3 separate regions of the Mus musculus genome follow, and regions 1 and 3 are each linked to region 2. A link is a contact called in public HiChIP or PLAC-seq data. All regions are on one chromosome and are shown on one strand. The core of a region is the stretch at or near the end of the contact, and the rest is flanking DNA. Distances in the headings are between cores, read along the strand shown. Region 1 holds the start of Sstr5 (somatostatin receptor 5). Region 2 holds the start of Gng13 (guanine nucleotide binding protein (G protein), gamma 13). Region 3 holds the start of Tekt4 (tektin 4).

Region 1 (4,753 bases), core at 231-2,730, 220 kb after region 2:
GCGCTCAGAAATGGTCTCCTACATAAACACAGAGAGGATTCAGAAGGCCTGATGAAGAGTGCTCAGATTAACTCCTTAGCCAGAGAGCTCTGGACACTCCATTGCACCTCAGCCTGTCTCCTCAATCCACACAGTCACCACAAAAACTCCTACACCACCTTGAACGTCTGGTTCCCTGCTCATGCCGTGCCTGTTTCTAGCAGAGACCCTGGGATCCAGGGTGGCTTAATCTGCCTTGATGTACCCTGTAAGGCACCAGAGAAGGCAGCCATCAGCCCCTAGAGGCAATGGACTAACAGCTGCCATCTGAAGCCAGAGAGGAGGCCCCCCAGTCTGCAGAACAGTGGAGGTGTCCTTGTGGCAGGATCTGGGCAGCCTCCTCAGGAAGCTGACAGTCACTTAGATGGAGCTCAGGACTAAGGAAAGGTTGAGCTCTTCCTAAATGTGGAGTCCAAATCTGGCTGGGGAGGAGTACCATGAGGAGCTGGAGCACGGGCCATTGCTAAGCAATTGCGCTCTCTCCATTACAAACCTAATCCAAGTTCCATGGAAAAACCATAGAATGGGGGGGAGAGAGAGAGGGAGGGAGGGAAGGAGGGAAGGAGGGAGAGAGAGGGAGAGAGAGAGAGAGAGAGAGAGAGAGAGAGAGAGAGAGAGAGAGAGAGAGAGAGAGAGAGAGAGAGAGAGCGCGAGCACACTCAGGCGCCACCTACCTGATTAGCTGAACCATCTCCACTGGAGGACAAGCAGTATGTAGCTGAGTCCCACATCCTTTATGTGTGTCAGCTGTTCTTGGTGGTACTGCAGAATTTCAGATCAGGTTAAAGAAATGAATTGTGTGCCAGCTCTGAGCCACAGAGCTGCTGGGATAACCCCTGTCCCTAGCTCCAGAGGAGGCAGACACTCAACTCTTGTTAGAGTCAGCAACTCAGTGAGCAGCATCTTAAAGCCTGGGGCCTGGTAGGAAGTACAGACTCAGGCTCACCCCTGCCTGTTCAGGGACCACACTCTGCCTTGAGGATTCCCACTGCCTTCCCTCTGCTCTTGGAACCCTGCTCTTGGAACCTCACCTCAGACATCGCTATAGGCCACCAGACTTCTCTCAGGAGTGAGACTCAGACTCTGCAGGCATCAGAGGGACTCCCTTCAGCCCTAAACTTCCAGTCACAGCTCAAACTGATGGTTGGAAAAAAGGATGGGATGGAGGCGTGGTCTAAGTCACAGTCGACCACACAAGGACTGCACAAAGGTCTCAGAGACTGATAGACTTAGGTGACTTGGAGCATCAGGTGGCTAGATAAGAGTCCACCCAGGCAACCTGACTCTAATGCCCCGACCCCCCCCCCCAATCCTCCCGGAAACCCCCATTCTCGACCTGGCCATGGGAGCTCGCCCTTTCTACCCTGCCTCACCACCCCACCCCACCCCACCCCACCCCACCCCACCCCACCGGAGGCTCTCGGCCAGCCTGGCTTAGCCACGCCCCCTCTATCTCCTCCACCCTCTCCCTCCCCCTAGCCTGAGGGCGGGCGCCGACTTCGTACAGCAATCCAGTGAGCGCTCTGCTCTTTGAGCTCGAGGGCGCTGCCTGACCGCGAAGTACCGCCGCCTCGTCCGCCCCGGCGTGGGCATCCTGTCCTGCACAGGTCTGTCGCTTCTTCCCGCTGTCTCTGCGCGCAGCTCAGGCCTGGGGTCCCGCCTTTCGCCCCCTGCTTGCAGCTCCCAAGCTCCTCTGGGCATCTACGGGGCTCACCTGCCTCTGCCCCAGCTTCTCTCGCGTCTGCTCCCCAACCTCAGAGCTTCATCCTTTTGCCTCTGTCTCGGAGACTCGGAGGCCTCCCGGTGTGCTTGGGTCAGGTCAGAAGCCATAAAGGACCCAGACATCTCCCTCTGCCTATGCGCCCCTCGTCTCTCCATGGCGCGCACCCTATGCCAGGGAGGGTTGTGAACTGGGTGAGCCCAGAGGCCTCAGAACCACGGTCTCGGAGGGAAAGTGGGAGGGCGCAGAGATAACATCAGGCAGGGTAGGAGGTCTGCAGCTGGACGCCGAGGGTGGGGGACGGTCGGGGAGGAGAGCAGCAGCGTACGCATATGGGTCCGCTGGCGGCCGGCAGAGTGGTGTCAACCATGGGGCTGCGGCCTGGCACGTATAGACGCCCTGCAGGATCTGAGTTCCCCGGGATTGTTTGCGCCAGAGCAGGAAATCTGGGTACACCCTTTCCCTCTGGGAATCAAGTCCCCACATGGCCATTGCGGGGCACTTCTGTCTCAGGAGTCCCCCAGTCCTCTAGTCATAACGCTCCCCTACGTGGGATGGAGAATGTCCTAGAACTTTCTTTGATGTTCAAGGTCCTTCCCTTCCCTGCCATCGGTTGTGTGACTTAGGGTTATGAGAACTAGAACCCAGGTGCCCAAAGTCAGATGTTGGGACTGTTGCTGAGCAACAGAATGCATCGCAGGGTCAGGTGGGATGCATGGAGCCTCCAATAGCAGCAATGACCAACCATAACTGGGCATTGGTTTGGTTTCCCGTAATGTAAAGGCTCGGATTTCTGAGGAAGGGGCTGGAAATGGAAATAGCTTTCTTCAGGGCAGGGAGACCCATTGAGCCCCTTTGATGGGTTTGTGCAATCCTGGCCTCCCTGTTGGTCCAACTGCCTAACTTTCCCCCTGCCTTGGCCCAGGCTGCCTCCAGAAGTGTTCTGAGGTGGAGTGTATTTGGGAAAAGGAAGCAAGAGGGGGGTCGTTAATTGCTGTGGACAGGGATGGGGTGCGGTGGGGTGGGGGTGTGGCTCCAGCCCCATCCTCAGCAGAGCAGGAGAGGGGGCAGAAGCTTACAGGATGGGCAATTTGATAGTTGCATCTCCAGATACATCAGGGTCCAGTCGAACATCAAGGTCTCAAAGATCACAGGGCAGGTACTAGGGTGAGGTGGGCAGGGCCAGCACCTGCTAGGGACGTGACATCAATGGGGTTGGCTAAGCAGGTCTTTGGTTGGACTCTGATGTGAAACCCCCTCCTTCACCCCTCCCTCCCACAATTGAAACAGCCTGGGGGGGGCAATTTTCCCCTGAACATGTAATCCTTGTGAATAAAAAATTTGCTCTTTTAAAAATGGTTCTTGCAGAATTATATCCCAAGAGACAGGCACAGCTCTAGGGCCTATTTTGTTCTTTGTAGCCCTGAGACTGGTTGGGAGTTGTAGTGTTTGCACAGACAGCAAGGGCTGGTGGCCTGCTAAGCCATTCCCGGGCTCTGGGTAGCAGTGAGAAGGGGTGGGCCAGAGAGCAGCCTCAGAGGAGCCCAGAGAAACTGAGAGCTTGACTTCAGGTCAGACATGTGTTCAAGAACTACTACCTCAAGCCAGAGCCTCTTCAGGAGGCCTGGAGCCCATCAGCCCTTCCCCCCATCAGTGGACAGCCTGTCTTCAGGGACGGAGTTATCAGCTTCCTCGAGCTCATTTCAGGGCCCTTGGTTGTCTTTCTGGGAGAGGTGGACCCACAAGTCTCTGCAGCGCTTCCGTGCATATTGGTCTTGTGAACTGACATTTCAGGACTCCTGGCTGCCTCTAAACCATGGTCCTTTTTAGGAGAGGTCTCCACGGCTGTCCACGGGACATGTGAGGATAACTTTTAAAGTGCCATAAAGATACTTCCTGAGACCAGCCCCTGTGAGCCAACCTCTGTGAGCAGTTCCACCTACTGAGCTCCAAGGAGGCTCCTCTAACATTGTCTTTTTAAGGTATTTATTTATATGTGTATGTGTATGGTGCCCTCATGTATATCTATGTACCACATGCAGGCAGTGCTGTGCATGCAGAAGCCACAAGAGGGCCTTAATCCCCTGGCATCTGAGTTATAGACAGTTGTGAGCTGAGATGTTAAGTGCTGGGAATCGAACCTGGGTTCCTCTGGAAGGGCAACCAGTGCTCTTAAACACTGAGCCATGTCTTCAGCCTTTCCCTTTCTTAATACCAGGCCTCATGTATCCCAGGCTGGCCTCAAACTTACTATGTGATCAGGAATGACCTTGAGCTTGGAATGACCTTGAGCTTGAGCTTCTGGTCCTCTGAGCCCGCCTCTCGCAGGTGCTGGGATCGCAGGCCTATGCTAACACATCTGGTTTATTCATTGCTAGGAATTGAACCATGCATGCCAGGCAATCACTCTACATCCTTAGGCCTACACTCGGTCTTTTATTAGATAAGGTTTATCAAGCACCTCTTATCTTTAATAGAACTGTCATTCTCACTGTTGGTAGTGTTTCCATGATGTGGCCTGCGATATTCTTCCGGGTTTTTTCTTTATGTAGTGCTCTGCAGCTCAGAGTTGATGCTGGTGTATTGTGATTTAATCCTACTAGAGACATGATTGGCCAGGAGGAGGCGTCTGGCATCCTCTCTGTGAGATGAAGTCTCATCCTTCCCCGTTATCCTTGTGGTCCCTGCTTGGTCTTCCTGTCTCTTCCATGTATGCATCTTCTCAACATCCCTCCGTGTAGTCTACCTCACCAATTCTCTCCTCCACACTATCAGATATCTAGATTAGAATTAGTCGTGGGTTTTGTGGGCTTCCTTTTTCTTAGTTATTTATTTAAATGACCCTATTTTTCGTTTTTTAAAAGATTTTTTTTGTTTTATTTTTGATTATGTGTGGTTGTGTACATGTAAATACAGATGTTCATGGCAGCCAGAGGTATCAGATCCCCTGGAGCTAGAGTTACGGGCAGTTGTGAGCTGCCTAAGTGCTGGGAA
Region 2 (4,733 bases), core at 1,454-3,953:
CTCCACTTATAGTTGGAGAACCCCCAGCTGCCATGGGGTTAGGCTGTAGCATTGTCAGGACCTTGCCCTACACCCAAGATCTTGAATTTGGTGTATGGGTTGGTGCCATAGGCAGACCCTGGCTCTTACTGACCCCACACCCTAGCTCTTAGACTTGGTGCAACAGGCAGACTACCTCTGCTGACTGGTACCGTGGTATCTTGCCTCACCCACCTGGGTAGGAATGTGGAAGAGGTCTGCCGCTTCCCTGAACTACCTGCCCGAAAGCCCCTCACCTACCAGGCTAAGCAGCTTATTGCTCGGGAGATTGAAATGGAGAAGATGCGCAGGGCAGAGGCTTTGGCCTGGGCTCGAAGTGGCCCCCAGGTAAGTTTGTCCCCGGTGTTGAGACAGCATACAACATCAGTGGTTTGGCCTTGGCTAGCCGACTCTCATGCTTCCATTCAGGTGGACCAGGGCTCCTCAGGGCCTGCAAGTCTGTGGACAGACAGTGGGGAAAAGGGGACAAGGCAGCCTGTCCCACGTAACCATGAGCAGCGCCTAGAACACATCATGACGAGAGCAACCGTGCAGGAGCAGGTGTGTGTGTGTTGGGGGTAGGGCTGGAGCAAGATGATTACCGGAGGGTGGGGCTTGCCCCAATCCCAAGGAGCCACCTGTTGCTCTCAGAAAGTGGGCAGTGGTTAGTAGAGGTCCTCCTAGTCGCAGGCCTTGCTCAGAGGCCTTGGGAGTCTCCTCTCACATGGGAAAGGCCTAGGTGTGCCTGCTTGTTCACTGGCAAGCTGACGGCCCTCTTTTCTGCTAGCCTGAGAGGGACTTCTTTGGACGTGTGGTCATCAGGAAAGTGGCAGTCCCGAGCAGAGGTGTGTATGGGTCACAGAAGGAAGGGAGGGGGTGGAGACATAGGCTGGGGTCTGCTGAGGTGCAAACCTTTTGGTCCCTGCAGAGGTTGAGGCCCCCCAGAAGGACGCGGACGAGTGGCGCATGGGTGTGGCAGTGGGCAGGAGTGAGGTGTGGTTCCGGTTCAACGAGGGCGTCTCAAATGCTGTTCGGCGCAGCCTGTACATCAGGGACCTGCTGTAGCCCCACTGCCCCAGGACATCAGATCGCACTGGCTCCCACAGGGAATGGACTAAAGCAGAGACACCCGGAGAAGTCTATTTATAAAGTCACACCTTACAGAGAGTGTGGGTCAGGCTCATAGGATGGTGCACTTGGCCTTCTCTACCCAAGGGTTGTTCTTCATCAGGTCTGGGTTCAGGAAGGGGTCCTTGGGGATTCCATCCTCAATCCACTTGAGAAGCCTGTGAGTGGGGAGTGTCAGTGAGTGTCGGTCATTCCCGTGGCACCTGCCTACTGGGGGTGTGAGGTCCTGGTTCACACAAGGGGCAGTGGCTGGGCAGGTAAATGACAGACATCATGGGGCACTCACTCGGGGATGGTCTTGGACGACATCTCCCTCTTGAAGGCCAGTTGGTACTTGAGGCTCTCTACCTCCTTCTTCATCTGGGGCACATCCCACTCCTCCATGGCGTCGGGGGCGTCGGTGGTAGCCAGCCTGAGGCTGGTGGGCAGGAGAAGCGAAAAGAGCTGGGTCTGCAGCCCCCACCCCCACGCCACCCTCAGCCCCAGGACAGAGGGAGATCCTGGGACCATACCACCCATTGGTCCTTCCTGAGGTCTGGAGTGATGTTGGCAAAGAGCCCGAAGAGGGCCACAGGGACCCACTAACAAGACCCCTGAGCCTTCTCTACCCAGTGGGGCTGATTAGCTGCAGAGCAAACTTTCCGTTCTTGGCTGGGCAAATGAGCCTGAGAAGGCCCAGCCCTGGATTGGGAGGACAGACTCATCCCTGCCTAGGGAGGTTAAAAGATGGACTTCTGAGTACCCAGGGCAGCCCCCACCCCCCTTCCAGACCCACTTCTAACTCAGACCCTGGGTGCTGCGATGAGAGCCCTGAGATGCTGGGTGCTGCCTGGCCCTCCTGGATGCCTGTTTTGCATGGGTAAAGAGGCTGAGAGGCCAAGTTAATCTCGGGGCTGGGAGGATTTGTCTGCAATTTGCATGTAGGGTGGGGTATGTGCAGAATGTCTGGGGACACAGGCCTTTCAGCAAGCCCAGGACTTGGGAGGTGGGTAGCCTTCCTGAGACCAGTGTTTTCAGATCCAGTCACTGACCTGACTAGGGAGAGCTGTCAGTTGGAGCACAACGGGCCTCCCTTTACCCCTCCCTAGCTAGTTGCACTCCAAAAGACCAAGTCTCTGGTTCTCCCTCCAATCACAGCTTCCACGACCTTGAGAGGGGTCTGGCACCGAGTACCAGACACATCCGGGCTAAGCTTCCATCCCGGGATACTGAGCTGAGCTGGCCTTGGGGAGAGCCTAGGACCCAGCCTTTAGAGTGGCCCATCCTAAAGAGGTCCTGGCAGGGCTCGCAAGGAACCAGTGAGAGGTTGGGTGGGCTAGTATTCCTGGTTGTGTGGGGCCACCTGCAGAGTACCTTTCCCAGAGACCCCCAAGTTACAGTGCCCCACCCTGCTAGGTTCTCCCGCGCCCCACACGCCGACAGGCACGTGGGCGGAGGATCAGCTGCGGGTCCTCCACAAATGGGAGCATCTGGGCTGGGGGCATGGCCCACCACTGGCCCTACCTGCGCTGCTGCCGCCGCCGGAGCCCGGCCGCCGGTGCACCCCGAGACGCCCCCGGCCAGGCGCACGGCGGCGCACACGGGCACTGCGGGCGGCGCGCACGGCGCAGGACAGACGCGCCCCCGTCGCGCAGCGATGGCTCCTGCGCCGCTGGACTCGATCTGTCGGCCGCCCCGCCCCTGAGGCCCGGAGGCAGTTGCCCTGGTCCCAGTAGTTAGAATTAGCCTAGGGGCCCCACCTGGTCAAGCCCTAGAGCCCTGGAGTCTGTTTCCCCCTCAGTGTGAGGTTTCTGTTCATCGGACTTACTTTTGGAGGAGACAGCAAAAGCAGAGATGACAAGGGCCGAGGGATCTGTGGAGTGAGGCTGGGCTGTCCGAGTCCGGGGAGCCCAGGCAGCCGCCCCGCCCACTCTTGCCACCTGGGGCCTTGGTACCGCCTTTACAGGGTTGGGCTGACCCCAAGAGCTCCCTGGGCTGCTCCTACAGCTTTGGCAGGTCTCCCCTGGGGTGGGACATGCAGCAGTGGGAGCTAGTCCCGTCTCTCCTGGGTCAGCTACAACTGCTGGCAACCCAGTTTGACAATCTTGTGATACTGGGACCAGAGCCCTAAACAGCAAAATATGCCCCACCCAACAAGGCTTCTCTGGTCAGGGCCCTCCTATGCAGGGCACTCCAATGCAGGCAGCTGAGAAGAGGGGGTGGGGGCAGAGCACTTCCCACTGTGGTCTTGCAGCCCACCTGGTGCAGGTGACCTTCAGTGTTGTCCACTTATGGGAGGCTGGGGGGCATCCCGCAGAATTCCACGACAAGAGCCTCACCTAGAAGGGGTTCAGGCCTCCCTCCATAGCACTCCCACCTTCTGGCGCCTTCCTCATTCCCAGGCAATGACTTCAAAAGAACCCACGGTTGGATAGTGCGTGGGGGCCTCGGGTGTGAAGGGTCACCCATCTCCAGCTTTGGGTAGATTAAAAGTTAGCTTAGGGGGTGAGTAGGTCAGTTTCTTAGCTGATGCTGGATGGCCTTTGGGTAGGGAGAAGAGTACTTCCTCAGCCACAGGATTTTGAGCCCTGTGCCCGGCGGCAGCCACCTCCCTATTTCTCAGAGACTCTGTAACGGGGGCAGGGGGCTAGCCCTGCCTTCAACTAACCAGAGCAGCGCCTCCCTTTCCCAGTGTTACTGTCAGAGGTACACCTCACCAACTCTTGTGGGAGCTGTGCTCTGGGGACCTTCATATGACGCAGGCTGCAACAGCAACCCGTGGGGGAGGGGCAAGCCTGTCCTGGGAGGCAGGGCCAGTACCTTGCTAAGTATTCTGGGTCCTCTGAGGGCTGGAGGTTTGTTGAGTGGCCCTTACCTAGACAACAGGATAGGTCAGAGTTAGAGGAACAGAAGGAGTTCAGAGCTCACCCTGCCCAGGAGATGGCCTGGACCCCTGCAGGTATGATCAAAAGACAGACCAGGTCCCTGTCCCTTGGACTCTCAGGACCATCAGTCACACAGCAGGCTTCCCTGGTGTTGATCAGTGAAATGGGGTCACCAAGCTTCCCTGGCCCCTGATGTGCATCAACATGTGGTTAGATCAGGAGGCATCCCTGGAACTGGGGCACGCTAGGGAGCGGAGAGATTACTTATCATGGATTTGGGGGTTGGAGGAGCTTAAGGTTAATGGTGCCAGGCCTCAGGGCAGATGTCGTTCTTCCTGGTAGGGTGGAGGACTGTCATATCTCCTGGGACCTGTGCTCACTCTCCCTCCCCATGCCTTTTGTGTGCCCTGATCTAGATGCACACCCTAACACTTAGGCTACCATGGGTGTCTGGCAGGAGAAAAGCTGGGAGAGCCACCAGAGCACAGTGACAATAGGGAGGAAGGGGGCCAGCCACTCTAGAGGCTGAAGGACTAGGTGACCTCCAGAGGGCCCCAGGCTGCCTACATTCACTGGGATGAGGTAATGTTTCTGACTGCACTCCAATGGGACAATCTGAACCCTCAGGTGGTTTCCACGGCTTGGGTGAGTTCCTATTGCTGAGACAGTAGGTAGTGAGACCGGCCTGCTTCAGTGTCCCCAACCCAGCCCCAAGGCTCAGGA
Region 3 (4,200 bases), core at 657-3,156, 250 kb after region 2:
CAGACTCTGGGATCATCCCCAAAACTCCCACAGTTTCCTGAGGAGCATACCAGCCTTATATCGAGCTCTATACTGCCTCTGAGGAACTCAAGCCCACGGGACATCAGATGCCCTCTGTCTGCCCACTTCCCACCAAGAATAGGTAGGAAACTCTAAGTTTCCTTTAACCCCAACATTTTCTGGGTGCCAGGATTATCTTGTGCTCAAACCCACCTGGGCCATGATCTCCAGTGTCCAGTGTCCTCGGTCCCTCTCCCATCTCTGCACCCACTGGCCGAAGTGGGCAAGGCCTAGGGGTAGGACAGGAGTTCTCTGGGGCCCCAGCCTGGCGGTTTATTCCCCAGCTCCATCATTCATCCTTGCCCATGGGCCTGAGGCTACCACAGGAGGCGCCAGCTCTGAGGAATTCCCAGTTGTGTGGCACCCAGGCTGAGTGGCCCCATAATCACACAAGACTCCCCAAAGCAAGCTGCGCTGGGGTTTGAGGGAAAGGTACCCGATGAAGGGAGGGGGACGTGGCAGGGTTTGTTTTCGGTTCAGTTTGGGTTTTGGTGTTTGTTTAAGAGTCTCATATGTAGTCCAGGCTGGCCTGGAGCTCGTGTTCCTTCCTCAGTTTCCCTGACACTGGGATTATAGTGTATACTAGGAGAACATTGAAGCTCAGGCTCTGGGGTTCTGGGGCTCTGGGGAGAGAGAGCAGATGCCATGGGCATCCACAAGCCCTCCATACATGCAACACTGGCTGGCCCGGCTTTCTACCCTGAACACCAATAGCACTGCAAGGGGCATGCATGGTGGTACGGGGGAGCCTTTGGCTTAGCCAAAAACAAAACAACCTCAGCCAGAAGAATGTGGCGCACGCCTTTAATCCCAGCACTTGGGAGGCAGAGGCAGGTAAATCTCCTAGTTTGAGGCCAGCTTTGGTCTACAGAGTGAGTTCCAGGACAGACAGAGATACACTGAGAAATCCTGTCTTGGAAAACAGACAAACAAAAAAGCCCAAAGCCCACCACCACCGACAACAAAAATCCCCTCAGAGTCAGACTGAACGTCTTTGAAATCTTATGGGCTGGAAGGAATCCCACAAGAGAGAAAGTTACTTGGATGTGGTAGAAATTCCGCTATCTGAAGGATCAGGAGTCCTGCATAGGCACAGTGCTGTGTGAACCCTAAGGCCCTGTGTTATCTCTATGAGAGCCAGAGCCTGCCTCCCACGCTGAGCCCGAGCCACTGGTTGCACCTTCAGTAGCTCCACCTCCACATAGTCCCGGACAAGGTCTGGGTGCTGGCGGCGTTCTCTGCACTGCAGGTTGTCAGTAGCAATGGAGTAAGGCACGGAGGTGGCATCCAAGGCGCGCTGTAGCCGCAGCTTCTGGGCCATCATCAGGTCCGTCTCGGAAGACAGCTCGTCTATCTCTCGCTGCAGCTCTGACTTCCAGCAATGCATGTCCTCCAGGCGCTCTCCCACCTTTCTTGTGGAGTCAAGTTGTGTGCGCTGGGCCAGTGCCCCAGTCTCGGCTACCAGCTGCCCGCTCTCATGCCGCTGCCGCTCAGAGTAGTCCCGGTCTGCGAAGGCCTGGTGGTAGCGGGCATAAGAGTTCTGAAACCACTCGTCCCTCAGGTATTTGGCTGTGCGGAAGCCAGCGGTGGCCAGACCCGAGGACGTGTAGGCGCCAGTATTGCAGGCCACTTCATATTCTTTGCGCGGAAGCTCACAGACATCTATTGACTGTGGGGCCGGCTCCTTGGTCAGGAGCACGCCCGTTTGGGCCATGGTACCCACTGCCTGGCTAAGCAGGAAGGGAGGCGGAATGAAGAGAGGGTCACTGGGCAATTGTCCAGGCACGATCAATGGAGCAGTACTGGTCACTCTGTCCCAAGCAAGGTTCCTGGTTGCCTAAGGAACATTGTATACACCAACTGCCTCCTGTTGCTGAGCAACAGGGTCACTCAAGGGGGAGGAGCAGAACTGCCCTCTTAAAGGGCCAAGCAGTGTCTGGGAACATAGCTGGGTAAAAGGTAAAAATGTTTGCCTCGCAAGAACATGAGTTTGTTTCCCAGGACACAGGTGGGGGCAGGGGGGGATGGGTGTGGTGGCATATGCTTGCAATCCCTGCACTGGGACGGCAGAAACGGTTAATCTGTGGTGTTCACAGGCCAACCAGCCCAACTGTATTTGACGAGTGAAAGACCTTGTTGAAAATAAGGTTGGCCAGGCATAGTGGCAAATACTTCTAATGCCAGCACTCAGGAGGCAGAGACAAGTGGAGCTCTCTGATTTCAAGGATAGCACGGTCTACGTAGTGAGTTCCAGCTTGGTCTGGGCTATATAGCAGGACCCCCATCTCAAACAAAACCCCCAATAACAACAAAAACAGACAAAACCCCAAAATGGATGGTGCTTGAGAAATGTCCCCTAAGGTTTCCAATGCACACAAATACTCATATGCCCATGTGCGTGCGCATGCACAAGCTCTCTCTCTCTCTCTCTTTCACACACACACACACACAGACACACACACACACACACAGGCAATCCCCAACTCTCAACTCTTCACCACACTGTGATCCGAGCCACAGAGGCTCAGGACTTGTTCCCTGGGACCCTTGGGCTCCAGGGCTGGGGTAGTGAAGGGCCTTGGGGTCCAGGGCTGGGGTAGTGAAGGGCCTTGGGGTCCAGGGCTGGGGTATGAAGGGTCTTGAGGTCCAGGGCTGGGGTAGTGAAGGCTCCAAGGTCCCTGACACCCCTGCCCTCCTCCCTGGCTCCTTGGCTCCTTTTCTGAGATGTTCTTCCATGATCTGGTCCTGAGTGTGGGCTTTGCCCTGCTGGAGGAGGACGGAGGAGGTTCTGCCTACTTAACGACCCCTTTGGGTGATCTGTGGGAGGTGGGGGCCATGGAAATGTGAGCAGGTTCCTCAGCCTGAGAAGTGCCTCTCATCCTCAACATTACCCTAAGCCACCCTAGGACTCCACAACTTGGCCCATTGCGCATGTGGTCTGAACCCCGCATGCAGGCCCAGAGGACCAAACATCCACCCTACCTCAGCCTCCAGGACTCACTTTGGGACCTGAACCCATGAGAGTATCCACAGCCACCCTGACCCCATCTATTCCCAGGGCCACTGTGTAAGGGCCAGCCCCTCTTCTTCTTCCTGTATCCCATAGCTGGACTTAGATCAGAGCCTCCTGGGGATTTGGGTCAGTGTTCTGAAGGGGGTTCACCCACTGAATGTATCTGGAGTCACGTATCCTGATCTGCTCAAAAAGGGGAGGCACTTTCTGTCTGGGCAGTTGTTCCCAGGACACTAGTTAGATAGGAAATCCTGCCATCCAACCTGGGCATTAAGAAACCCTAGTCGATAGCCAGTGTGACCAAGAGAGGGCGACATTGACTGCAGAATGTGCCAGCCACCTATTCCTAGTTCCTGACCATTCTGTGGTCTTCCTCCCTCCCCTCCCACCTGGTCTTCCCCAGAGGCTCCTCACATACTAGGTCCTCTCTGAAAGAAATCCACACCCTTAGCCAGCACAGGGTCTACTGCCACAGCCCCTCAGCCTCTCCTCTCCCCACTGTCCTATCCCGTTTCCCGCCTCGAGAACCTCAGGCTCTCTCTGCTCAGTGCACAGGCTTGGTTTCACCCACACACCTCTGTCCAGGCTGTGCATTCCTCCCCGCCCCCCCCCCGCCCCGACCCTGTGCTGACTCCCTAGCAGTTAGCCCCTCACTCACTTCACACTCCATGTCAATCCTCTGGCAGGAGCCCCTGGCATTCCCACCAGTAGATGCTTTATACATGTGTAATTTGTGGGCAGAAGCCTTGAGAATTCATAACCAGATGGAGCAAGAGCTGCCACTGTTCCTCAAGAGCTAGAAGCCAAGAACCTTTGGGGGCCAGTGTGGGCCTCCCTCTGTCTCCTCTGTGCCTCAGTTTTCCCACATGGTAGTAGGTACAGAGCTACCCAGAGCACACCACAGTTTCTCCTTAGATTCATTCCTGACATGTGGAGCCAGGGACTGCAAAGGAAGAGAACTAGCCTGGGCCCAGTGACTCTACCTGATCTTCACCTGCAGTATTCAAGTACTGGGCACTGCAGGTAGCTGATGCTCCCATGGAACCCCCAGGCTAATGAGGAAGGCCAGGTCTCAATGTAGGTTCCCCTATGTCAAGATAGACTCCAAGGTAGAGCTTTGACCTTAG

The links. HiChIP or PLAC-seq counts read pairs in DNA pulled down with a chosen protein or histone mark.
Region 1: an H3K4me3 HiChIP or PLAC-seq map of embryonic basal ganglia shows a contact between it and region 2, with 4 times the contacts expected there. The contact joins the promoter of Sstr5 here to the promoter of Gng13 in region 2. A contact is called at or near these places in 20 of 39 promoter capture datasets (3T3-L1-derived adipocytes, the C10 cell line, the HPC-7 cell line and 13 more), 3 of 15 datasets of contacts at CTCF or cohesin (the NIH/3T3 cell line, large pre-B cells and pro-B cells), 22 of 484 Hi-C or Micro-C datasets (the G1E-ER4 cell line, bone marrow-derived macrophages, cochlea and 14 more), 12 of 115 datasets of contacts at active chromatin or transcription factors (the SCID.adh cell line, bone marrow-derived macrophages, craniofacial prominence and 9 more) and 3 of 9 other capture datasets (adipose tissue, liver and pancreatic islet).
Region 3: a contact with region 2 is called in an H3K4me3 HiChIP or PLAC-seq map of embryonic basal ganglia, with 5 times the contacts expected there. The contact joins the promoter of Tekt4 here to the promoter of Gng13 in region 2. A contact is called at or near these places in 16 of 39 promoter capture datasets (3T3-L1-derived adipocytes, the C10 cell line, the HPC-7 cell line and 9 more), 1 of 15 datasets of contacts at CTCF or cohesin (embryonic stem cells), 63 of 484 Hi-C or Micro-C datasets (the AML12 cell line, B cells, CD4 T cells and 45 more), 18 of 115 datasets of contacts at active chromatin or transcription factors (the SCID.adh cell line, craniofacial prominence, embryonic basal ganglia and 11 more) and 5 of 9 other capture datasets (adipose tissue, embryonic stem cells, liver and 2 more).

Annotation. Positions count from the first base shown.
Region 1 is chr17:25,494,015-25,498,767 of GRCm38.p6, reverse strand. Sstr5 (somatostatin receptor 5) reads left to right here and starts at 1,480. Exons shown (of 3, transcript NM_011425.3): 1 at 1,480-1,646; 2 at 3,590-3,741.
Region 2 is chr17:25,715,498-25,720,230 of GRCm38.p6, reverse strand. It overlaps Gng13 (guanine nucleotide binding protein (G protein), gamma 13), which reads right to left and starts at 2,703. Exons shown (of 3, transcript NM_001357782.1): 1 at 2,650-2,703; 2 at 1,433-1,564; 3 at 1,129-1,304. The coding sequence starts at 1,530. The coding sequence ends at 1,199. It overlaps Chtf18 (CTF18, chromosome transmission fidelity factor 18), which reads left to right. Exons shown (of 22, transcript NM_145409.2): 19 at 222-366; 20 at 448-579; 21 at 806-863; 22 at 947-1,201. The coding sequence ends at 1,083.
Region 3 is chr17:25,469,296-25,473,495 of GRCm38.p6, reverse strand. It overlaps Tekt4 (tektin 4), which reads right to left and starts at 1,906. Exons shown (of 6, transcript NM_027951.1): 1 at 1,241-1,906. The coding sequence starts at 1,774.